Regions from separate parts of the Mus musculus genome. Here regions 2 and 3 are each linked to region 1. The links are chromatin contacts, called in public promoter capture Hi-C maps. All regions are on one chromosome and are shown on one strand. Each heading gives the region's core, a stretch centred on a gene start, on an enhancer-like site or on the middle of the called end of the contact. The rest is flanking DNA. Distances are from core to core; before and after follow the strand shown.

Evidence for each region. Promoter capture Hi-C pulls out the DNA fragments that hold promoters and counts their contacts. Capture Hi-C pulls out chosen DNA fragments and counts their contacts.
Region 2: a contact with region 1 is called in a promoter capture Hi-C map of liver. The contact joins the promoter of Shisa5 here to the promoter of Celsr3 in region 1. A contact is called at or near these places in 3 of 115 datasets of contacts at active chromatin or transcription factors (bone marrow-derived macrophages, embryonic stem cells and epiblast stem cells) and 2 of 9 other capture datasets (liver and pancreatic islet).
Region 3: a promoter capture Hi-C map of macrophages shows a contact between it and region 1, with 5 read pairs. The contact joins the enhancer-like site here to the promoter of Celsr3 in region 1. A contact is called at or near these places in 4 of 39 promoter capture datasets (the 3T3-L1 cell line, liver, macrophages and 1 more), 2 of 115 datasets of contacts at active chromatin or transcription factors (bone marrow-derived macrophages and embryonic stem cells) and 3 of 9 other capture datasets (adipose tissue, liver and pancreatic islet).

The regions. Positions count from the first base shown.
Region 1 is chr9:108,824,510-108,827,631 of GRCm38.p6, reverse strand. Celsr3 (cadherin, EGF LAG seven-pass G-type receptor 3) reads right to left here and starts at 1,587. Exons shown (of 36, transcript NM_001359572.1): 1 at 1-1,587. The coding sequence starts at 1,312. It overlaps Gm35025 (a long non-coding RNA gene), which reads left to right and starts at 1,512. Exons shown (of 2, transcript XR_871161.3): 1 at 1,512-3,122.
Region 2 is chr9:109,036,931-109,040,052 of GRCm38.p6, reverse strand. It overlaps Shisa5 (shisa family member 5), which reads right to left and starts at 1,486. Exons shown (of 6, transcript NM_025858.3): 1 at 1,289-1,486. The coding sequence starts at 1,358.
Region 3 is chr9:108,625,094-108,628,215 of GRCm38.p6, reverse strand. The region is part of intron 3 of Arih2 (ariadne RBR E3 ubiquitin protein ligase 2); the gene reads left to right. Among named protein-coding and RNA genes, the nearest start is that of Arih2, 23 kb to the left of the region's middle. Within about 2 kb of position 1,430, at least 21 of the 459 cell types and tissues checked have an H3K27ac peak or open chromatin away from gene starts, as enhancers often do. A contact at or near this core is called in bone marrow-derived macrophages and macrophages, where this site is marked.

The sequences.
Region 1 (3,122 bases), core at 338-2,837:
CCACATTCTCACGAAGTGTTTCCCGATACTGGGCTTGCTCAAACACTGGCGCGTGATCGTTGCGGTCAGCTACTGTCACCGCCACCATGGTGGTAGCTGAGAGGCGCGGTGAGCCGTGGTCCTGTGCTGTTACTCGAAGGTAGTGGCGTTCCATACTCTCACGATCCAGAGCGGCAGCCGTGCGGATGAGGCCACTCTGAGGATCAATACTGAAAAGCTCCAGCGAGCGGCTGTTCATGAGCGCCGCCAGCGAGTAGATGAGGCGCCCGGCCTCGCCTGGGTCCGGGTCTTGTGCCACCACGCGCAGTACTGATGTGCCCGCTGCCTCATTTTCAGGTACCAGTGTCTGGTAGTTGTATTGAGGAAACTGCGGGTGGCGGTTTGCAGCACGACGAGGACGAGCCTGGTTAGTTGAGAGTATTTGCTTGGCTTCAGGACCAGTCGGAAACCCGGGAGGGCGCGGCCCAGGGCGCTCAAAGAGGAAACGGCGGCGGAAGAGACCGCGGGAGCGCATGCGCCCGGGAGCTGTCCGAGACTCGCGAGGTGCTGAACCCGGCGTAGGAGCTGTCCTCACAGCACGTGGTGCTGAATCCTCCCCCAGGCCAGATCCTAAAGAGCCGGGGAGGCAGTCCCGCCGAAAGGGTCCCCTGTCCACTGTGGAAGTCGCGGATCTCTCACCCTGACCCTTGTGTCCTGGCTCCCACAGCTTCCCGCAGCAGCGAGAGGTTTCCACTCTTTTGCGGATGCTTCTCCTAGCATTACGCTGGAAGGCCACTGGCCTGGAGCCATCAGGCTGAGCCAGAAGTTCTGAAGGGTGAGGAGAGCTGTTCCTCAGATCAGAATCCCCTGGGGACAGAGCATCGAGTGGCAGGCTACCTCTTCGTAAAGGCCCTGTCCGCCCACAAGAGGAGATCTCTGGGTGCCAACATAACAGATACCCTGGACCCTGACCTGCCTCTTGCTCGCGACTACCCAATGCCTGGACCACCACCTCCGCGTTTGGTTGCTCAGGGGCCCCTCGACCATTCCGGGCGTTTTGCCTACCTACTCGGAGCCTCATGAAGACAGGCTCCCTGACCCCCAGGCCAGGATCTCCATCTTCCCAGACGCCGGGAGATTCGGGACAAAGAGCTACGGCTCCACTGCCGATTTGCGCTCTTGGCCCAGTAGTAGTAGCAACCCCTGGGTCCCAGTCCTGGTCCCCACCGCCCCCCAGCTCCTCCCGGCTAAAAGGGAACAAAGAGAGGAGAAGGAGCAGTAGTACCGGGGTCGACGGTCCCGGGAGACCCCACCATAGAGGCCGCCTCGCCATCACCCCCGCCTCCCGTCACGGCCTCCGCCGCCCCCCGCCCGGGTCCGGGCCTTGGGCCCGCCCCGCTGCTCTGGCCCCCTCCTGGGCCCCTGCCGCCGCCCCGGCCCTCCGCCCCTCTGCCCGTCGCTCCGCGCCGCCACTGCTCTCTGGGCACCATCTACTCCGCGGCCAGAGCCCCTTTGGCATACGGCCCCGGCTTTTGCCGCCCCCACCACAGCATCCCCGACGCCGCTGCCGCCTCCCGACGCTCCAACATGGCTCCCGGCCGCTCCGATGGTTTGCTCCACCTCCGCCCCGATGCCCCAAACCTGGTGGTACAGCCCGTCGCGCATGGCAGTTCTGGCGACTGAAGCCGTTACCGCCATCTTTATTGAGAACAGAAGTGCTGCCCACGGTGCTGAACGGAGCTGGGAGTTTCTCCGCTACTCTGCCACCGCCCTCCCTCTCATCCTAGTGCGCTATTCCAGCGTGGCTTCCTAGTCTTTCTTCAGACCGAGAATCTCGTCTCCCTTTAGAGCGCTAGTTCCGAGCCCTAACACCCATTTTGGTTTGAAAATGTGCTGTCATCGGTCTGGGAAGGGTTACCATATAGAATCCTGGGACTGTGAAAATAATGGCCAGACACCGGCCTGGTTCAAACAATAGCGTTAACTGTTTATTAACAAGTTTAACTTATGAGAAACATGTCGCAAAAATCTCCTTGTTTGCTCCTACAGAACAGGATCTGAAAACGACCCTTCTGAGACAGGAAGAGAAGCCAACTCTTCTCCGCCACGAGAGTCACTAGCGGTCTCCCAGACTTGGGAGAGACACCACGTCTCTCTAGGCTATGGTTCTTTCCAGTGTTCTGAGATGCCACGTGGAACCCAGGGTTGTACAACTGTGGACCCAGCTTCCTCAGATCTCCGCCCCCTCGCCTGCGACAACTGCATCCTTTAACCCCTTGAAGAACCCGACAGAAGCTCAGTTCTCCCTAGTCCTGGTCCAGTCTAGCTTTCCGTCCAACTCCTGGCACGCGCGCATCTCAACCAACCAATAGCTAGATGTGGCGCAACAGACGTCACAGAATCCTAGAGAAAGGCGGCGCATTCCAATTAGAGTGTCATTGTTTCTATTGGCACAATGGGAGACCCCGCCCCTCTCGGAGGACTCCATTGTATGCGGGAGGTAGGAGGGCCTCGCGGGTTCCACGCTAGCCAGCAGAAATAATCCAAAAGACGCGCTATATTGATCAGCCTCCAAACTTGGCATCGGTGATGAGCTGCAACGCAAGGTGCAGGGGACTCATTCATTCTGACACCGAGACAGGAGTCAGGCCTAGGACCCCAGAACATTGCCCTGGGTGCGGTTCCCCCGGCTGAGTGGTTACTACTTCAAACAGTCCAAGAACTCCTGGCCAAGACCTCTGGCCCGCCCCCAAATGGTAGCTATGACATCACCAGCAACCAATCAACGCATTCTCTCGCTCCTGGGTTTCTTTGCTTCGGGGAGGTTTGGCTCACTCGGGTTGCACTGGACGAGGCTGCTGTGATCTGACCCATGGGTATCAGCTGTAGTGTTTGGGGTCGTTAAGTCTTAAGACTCAAGTCAGAGTTCCGTGACAGATACACCATTTGTGCGTGTAGGTGGACTATGTACAGCGGCACTAAAGAAAGTACTCCGTAGGATTGTAGTTCCTGACTAGAGAAGAGAGGAGCGGGACCTGGTTTTGAAGCGCCCGCCGCTCTGTGGGTCCACAGACTAGCTAGTGGAAAGCGCAAATCTCAGGTTGAACAAGGAGGAAACCAGCTGGAATCACAGAGGAGACCCC
Region 2 (3,122 bases), core at 237-2,736, 210 kb before region 1:
TGGGAAGATGCCACACACCATGTCCGTGTCCTTAGGCTACACTAGCAAACCTGAAACCCAAACACAGGAGAACCCCACGTGAAAGACCCTCATCAAGGCTCACATGGGACAGTCCCTTAAGTATCCGTCTGGAAGCAGTCCTGAGCCAGCACATGAACCCTGGTCAGAGAGCCCAGCCAGATCAGGCAGGAGATAGAGCATGTGCCTTGGGGCTACTAGAATGAGGCCCAGGGGAAGAGGTGCTATGACAGGCTGTGAAAAGTTAACTTGGAGGTAAAGAGGGCTACAGTTTTGTTGTTTTGGGCCAAACCTTGCTATGAAATGGGTCTATCTGACCACTGCAGGCTTAGCCAACTCACCACATGAAAGTGAGCCAGGCTGCGATTCGGAGGCTGAACAGCCCACACCAGTGAGACTTCTTGCTTTCTTTTTAGGGTAGGGTCTCACTATATAGCCCTAGTTCACCTGGAAACTCACAGCCTAGACCAGACTGGCCTCAAATTCACAGAGATCCTCCTGCCTCTGCCTTTGGAGTGTTGAGATTAAAGACAGGTGGCATCTACTGATGTCCACACCAGTGGGTCTTCAAGGCTGAGACCCTCCAGACACAGAACGAAACTCTCTATAGTCTGAGTTGTCCCGCTCTCCCAGAGCCTCACTCGGGGGATGGGCTGACTCTGTTCTCATTTCCAAATTCATGTCAGCCCTCAGGAAACAGCCCTTTTCCTCCAGGAAGCCACCCATCACAACAGAATCAGTTTCCCATGACCGGCAGGGGACTGTTCCAATACACACCCGAATAGGCCCCCAGCCTGCCCTCCCAAGCCCAAGTGAGTCATCCCTCTAATGATGAAAAGGGAAAGAGGTGTCTCCTCCCCAAGCCAGCCTTAGGGCCCAGCTTCTCCTGGAACACAGGGCTGTAGAGGCAACAGGCGGCGGGGCTCCCAGCCAGGAAACAAGCTGAGAGGGAAAGTCTTTGCTGGAAGGGCCAGGCTGTCTTTGAGCCTGAAGCTAACCCCAGGCGGGAGTCTTGCTCCAGCCCCTGGAACAGGTAGGGCCTTCACACCGTGAAGGACACAACAAAGGTAGTCAGTATCAGCTCAGGAGGGAAGAGGTGACAAGATGAAGTCAGTGGTGGGGTTCGCAGACGCCCCCCTGGTTTTCAGGGAGTCAAGTCGAAGCACTCCAAGGCTGGTCCTGTCTGGCTCATTCCAGAGACAGCTAGGGGAAGTGTCTGACCCGACCCGGTCCCTAGGGAGCACACACCGCCCCCTCCTCCCAGGCTCACCACCCGGAGGCGGCGGCAGCAGCAACAGCAGCAGCAATAGGGTCCACAGAGAGGGCGCCGGCGCAGCCATGGCGGGACAGACCAACGGACGGACGAACAGACGGACCAAGCCCAAGACCACGGTGCCGCCGCAACCTCCGCGACCAGCGCGGCCCTAGCCTCCTTGCCCCGCCCCGGCCGGTTTCCGGAACCCCCGCCCGAGAGGGGAGGAGGTGGGAGGGAGGGGGAAGAAGTGGGAGGGAAGAGAAGGGAAGCGGCCGCCCCTCCCAGCCTGGCCATGGGAGTCCCTCCAGCACCGGTCCACGAAAATTTGAGACAGGTTTCCCAGATGCAGGAGGAAGGGGCTGGTGCATCCAAGTTGCCCTCTGCTCACTGCATACTTTTGCGGAAAGACCCCCCCCCCTTGCAGCTGACTTAGGTGCTAGAAAAGGATCTCTGTGGCAACGTTATCCTAACACTTGAGCGCCAGCAGTGTACAGCTGGTGCGCGCCTCCAATTTGCCCTCAGGGAAGCTGCGATTTTCTTGCTGGCTCCTTGGAGCCTCACACAGATTCACCGGAGGAGGATCCCGCTGCTTGAAGCAGGGAATGGTGCTCAACAAAGTCAAGTCCCTTTTAGCAGATTTCCAGGACCTCAGTCTGAGGAATGTCACTCCCCAGTGACCAAGACCACCTCCAGGTAACTGCTCACCCTGGCTCAGGGATCCAATCCTGAGTTAAGAACTAACAGCTCCTAGGGTACACACAGGCTGCCCCTTCCCCTCAATGTGGGACAAAGTTCCTAACAAGGCCAGGGAACGGAGGAATGTGAACTTGCACTGCCCAGGAGTACTGGTTAGTTTATATTGTTCCTCCTATAGGGTTGCAGACCCCTTTAGCTCCTTTGGGTACTTTCTCTAGCTCCTTTATTGGGGGTCCTGTGTTCTATCCAATAGACTGTGAGCATCCACTTCTGTATTGGCCAGGCACTGGCATAGCCTCACAAGAGACAGCTATATCAGGGTCATATCAGCAAAATCTTTTTTTTTAATTTTTTATTAGATATTTTCTTTATATGCATTTCAAATGCTATCCCAAAAGTTCCCTATACCCTCCCCCCGCCCTGCTCCCCTACCCACCAACTCCTGCTTCTTGGCCCTGGCATTCCCCTATACTGGGGTATATAAAGTTTGCAATACCAAGGGGACTCTCTTCCCAGTGATGGCCGACTAGGCCATCTTCTGCTACATATGCAGCTAAAGATACGAGCTCTGGGGGTACTGGTTAGTTCATATTGTTGTTCCACCTATAGGGTTGCAGACCCCTTCAGCTCCTTGGGTGTTTTCTCTAGCTTCTCCATTGGGGGCCCTGTGTTCCATCTTATAGATGACTGTGAGCATCCACTTCTGTATTTGCCAGGCACTGGCATAGCCTCATACGAGACAGCTATAACAGGGTCCCTTCAGCAAAATCTTTCTGGCATATGCAATAGTGTCTGGGTTTGGTGGCTGATTATGGGATGGATCCCCAGGTGGGGTAGTCTCTGAATAGTCCATCCTTTCATCTTAGCTCCAAACTTTGTCTCTGTAACTCCTTTCATGGGTATTTTGTTCCCTAGTCTAAGGAGGAATGAAGTATCTACCCATTCATTGGTCTTCCCTCTTCTTGATTTTCTTGTGTTTTGCAAATTGTAGCTTGGGTGTTCTATGTTTCTGGGCTAATATCCACTTATCAGTGAGTGCATACCTAATGGCTTCTTTTGTGATTGGGTTACCTCACTAAGGATGATATCCTCCAGATACATCCATTTGTCCAAGAATTTCATAAATTCATTGTTTTTAATAGCCGAGTAGTAC
Region 3 (3,122 bases), core at 181-2,680, 200 kb after region 1:
TGGAGAATTAGCTGAGAGTTGTATCTTCGTTGGAAGAGAGAGACTGCTTGGAATGGGCTATGTGAAAACTCATGGCCCACCCTCAGTGACACACTTTCTCCAACAAGGCCACACCTCCTAATCCTTTCAAATTGTGATACTTCCTGGGGACCGAGTATTCAACTCTGAGATATTATGGGGTCATTCTTATTCAACCCACTATAGTTACCAAGATAGTTTCCATCCTGAGCTGGCTGTTTTGTTTGACTTCATTTTGATTATCTCTAAAATTCTTAGCTTATGAGGGCATATGTCTCTAGCAGTTCTTAACCTGTGGATTGTGAAAGGTTTAGCAAACCTTTATCTCCAAAAATAATTTTCATTATGATTCATAACTGTCGCAAATTTACAGTTATGAAGTAGCAATGAAAATAATTTTGTGGTTAGGGATCATCATAGCATGCGGAACTGTATTAAGGATCGCGGCATTAGCAAGGTTGAAAACTCCTGTTCTAGAGCAGCTTATGAAGTGGTGAGGCTATAGGCTTCTGTGCTGTTATCCTTGTTTGGGACCACCTGCTGGTTGATAATACAAACTAAAGTATTTGTATAGATGTCATTACGTCTCAGTGAGGAAATCTTAACAATACATACCTAAATCCTGAATTTCCCTGTGGTCTCTGCTTTTCGTCCAGCACCTTGCTTTTGAAGTATTAATAAAATTGAGTGGCACAGTCACTAACTCTTTAAAACCAGAAAGGAAAACTTGACTCCTATACTGCTGTCTACTTCTGTAGGTCTCTCTGTGTCACTAAGTGGTAATTGCTGAACATGTTTGAAAGTCTGTGGTAGAGAGATAACTTTTCAGTTTCCTTTACAAACACAGACTATAAAGGACGTTGTTAGATGTTTGACACCTTTGGGAAGTACTGGTGATCAGAAACACTCATTTTGACACGTGTAAAGTCAATGTTTTTTGAAATAAAGATCTGGAGATGCTGTATTGGATTGCGGCCTATAGGCAGTACAGAATATTATGTAGGGTAAATGTCATCAAGAAGTGTCCTTCAAGTTGGAAGGACAGGTTCCCACCAGCATCTGCTCCATCTTGTTATAGGTATTGAGGGCTCAGGGAAAAGGGGGAGAAAGGCAGAAAGATGGACTGTACCTGATTTCTGCTCTAACCCCATTTTTATTCTATGAAATGCTCTTCAAGCCACCATGAAAGTTGAGGGTAGGCCTACCCCACCCCCTTTTTTCTTGTTTGTGGTATGTTCGTATGCCTGCATGCTTACAGTGTGTACAGGCAGACATGGGTTGTATGTGTGTGTGTGAGCATTACTGTGGAGACTAGAGGTCCTAGAATTCTTCCCAGTGACTCTCTACCTTATATGGAGTTAGGGTCTTTGAGTCCAGAGTTTGCTAATCAGTGTGCTCTAGGGGTCACATGTCTGGGCCTCTTGAGCATGCTGGGAATACAGGCAAGCTGCCAAGCCTATTCCACACTTAAAGGGTGCTGGGGATCCCGACTGTGGTCATCATACTTGCTTGCCAAGCACTTTACCCACTGCACACTGCTCAGCCCACTCCAGGGAAGTGCCAGTGTTGGCTTGCTTCCCCTTCCCTGCCTTTGCAGTCATCGTTTTTTCTTAGCTCCAAGTCAGATGGCCTGATTTTGGTATGTGTGTGTGTTGACACTGAGTGTGGTTTGGGCACAAATATGATAGGTCACAGACAGGCCACTAAGCAAACTAACCTGAAAGACATTCCTTGTGGACATTGAGTGACTTTGAGAATATGGCAAGTTGATAGCAAAACATTCAGTGGAACTTCTTAGGCTTGGTCAGGTAAACTGTCGTAGGGCTAGTGAAAATTACATGACCGTCTAGAATTTATAATATATAATCAGTTAGCCTTTGTTTAAAACTGTTAAAATTACAGCTAGGATGGTGGCACACACCTATATCCCAGCACTCATGAAGTAGAGGCAGAAGAATCAGTTTACATTCAAAGTCTCAGCGTAGGTACAATGACATAACAAGACCCTGTTTCAAAAGCAAACAGGGGCAGGAGAGTTGACTCAGTTGTTAAGAGCCCTGGAAACCCTGGAAGCCCTTCTTGATTCTAGATTCAGTTCCCAGTTCCCACATGGCAGCTCACAACCCTCTGTAACTCCAATTCTAGGTGGTCTGATGCCTTCTTCTGGCCTGCTTGGTCACCAGTCATACAAGTCTGTGCAGACACACATGAAAGCAATGCATCCAGGACCAGAACACCATGAAATAAAATTAAAAAGAAAATAGCACCTGCAAGATTACCCATTGGGTAAAGACACTTTGCTGCATAAGCCTGGCCATGACCCAAATTTGATCCCTGGAACTGACCTAAAAGTTTAGCGGGGCATGGTGGCGCACACCTTTAATCTCACCCAGCACGTGGAAGGCAGAGGCAGGAAAGTCTGTAAGAAGCCAACCTGGGCCGGGCATGGTGGCTCACGCCTTTAATCCCAGCACTTGGGAGGCAGAGGCAGGCGGATTTTCTGAGTTCGAGGCCAGCCTGGTCTACAGAGTGAGTTCCAGGACAGCCAGGGCTACACAGAGAAACCCTGTCTCGAAAAACAAAAAAAAAAAAAAAAAAAAAAAGAAGAAGAAGAAGCCAACCTGGCCTACATAGTGAGTTCCAGAATAGCCAAGGCTATATAAGTGAGACCTGTCTTAAAAAAAAAAAAAAAAAAAGATGGGTGGATAACAGTCGGCTTCACAGGTTGTCCTCTGACCTCCACACAGGTACCATGTCACATGCATCACCCTCAATAAGGGCACTGCAGTTAGAACTCACTTTGTAAACCAGGTTGGTCTCCAATACACAGAGATTTTCCTGCTTCTGCCTCTCTAGTGTGGTGATGGGAGGCTTGCACTGCCATGCCCAGATAAACTTGTAGAAAAATAGAAATCAGTGCTTTAAACAAAGTCTTGGGCTGGAGAGATGGCTCAGCAGTTAAGAGCACTGACCTCTTTTCCAGAGGTCCTGAGTTCAATTCCCAGCAACCTCATGGTGGCTCACAACCATCTGTAATGGGGTCTGGATGGCCTCCTCTGGTGTGTCTGAAGAGAGCAATGGTGGTAAACTCATATGTATAAAAT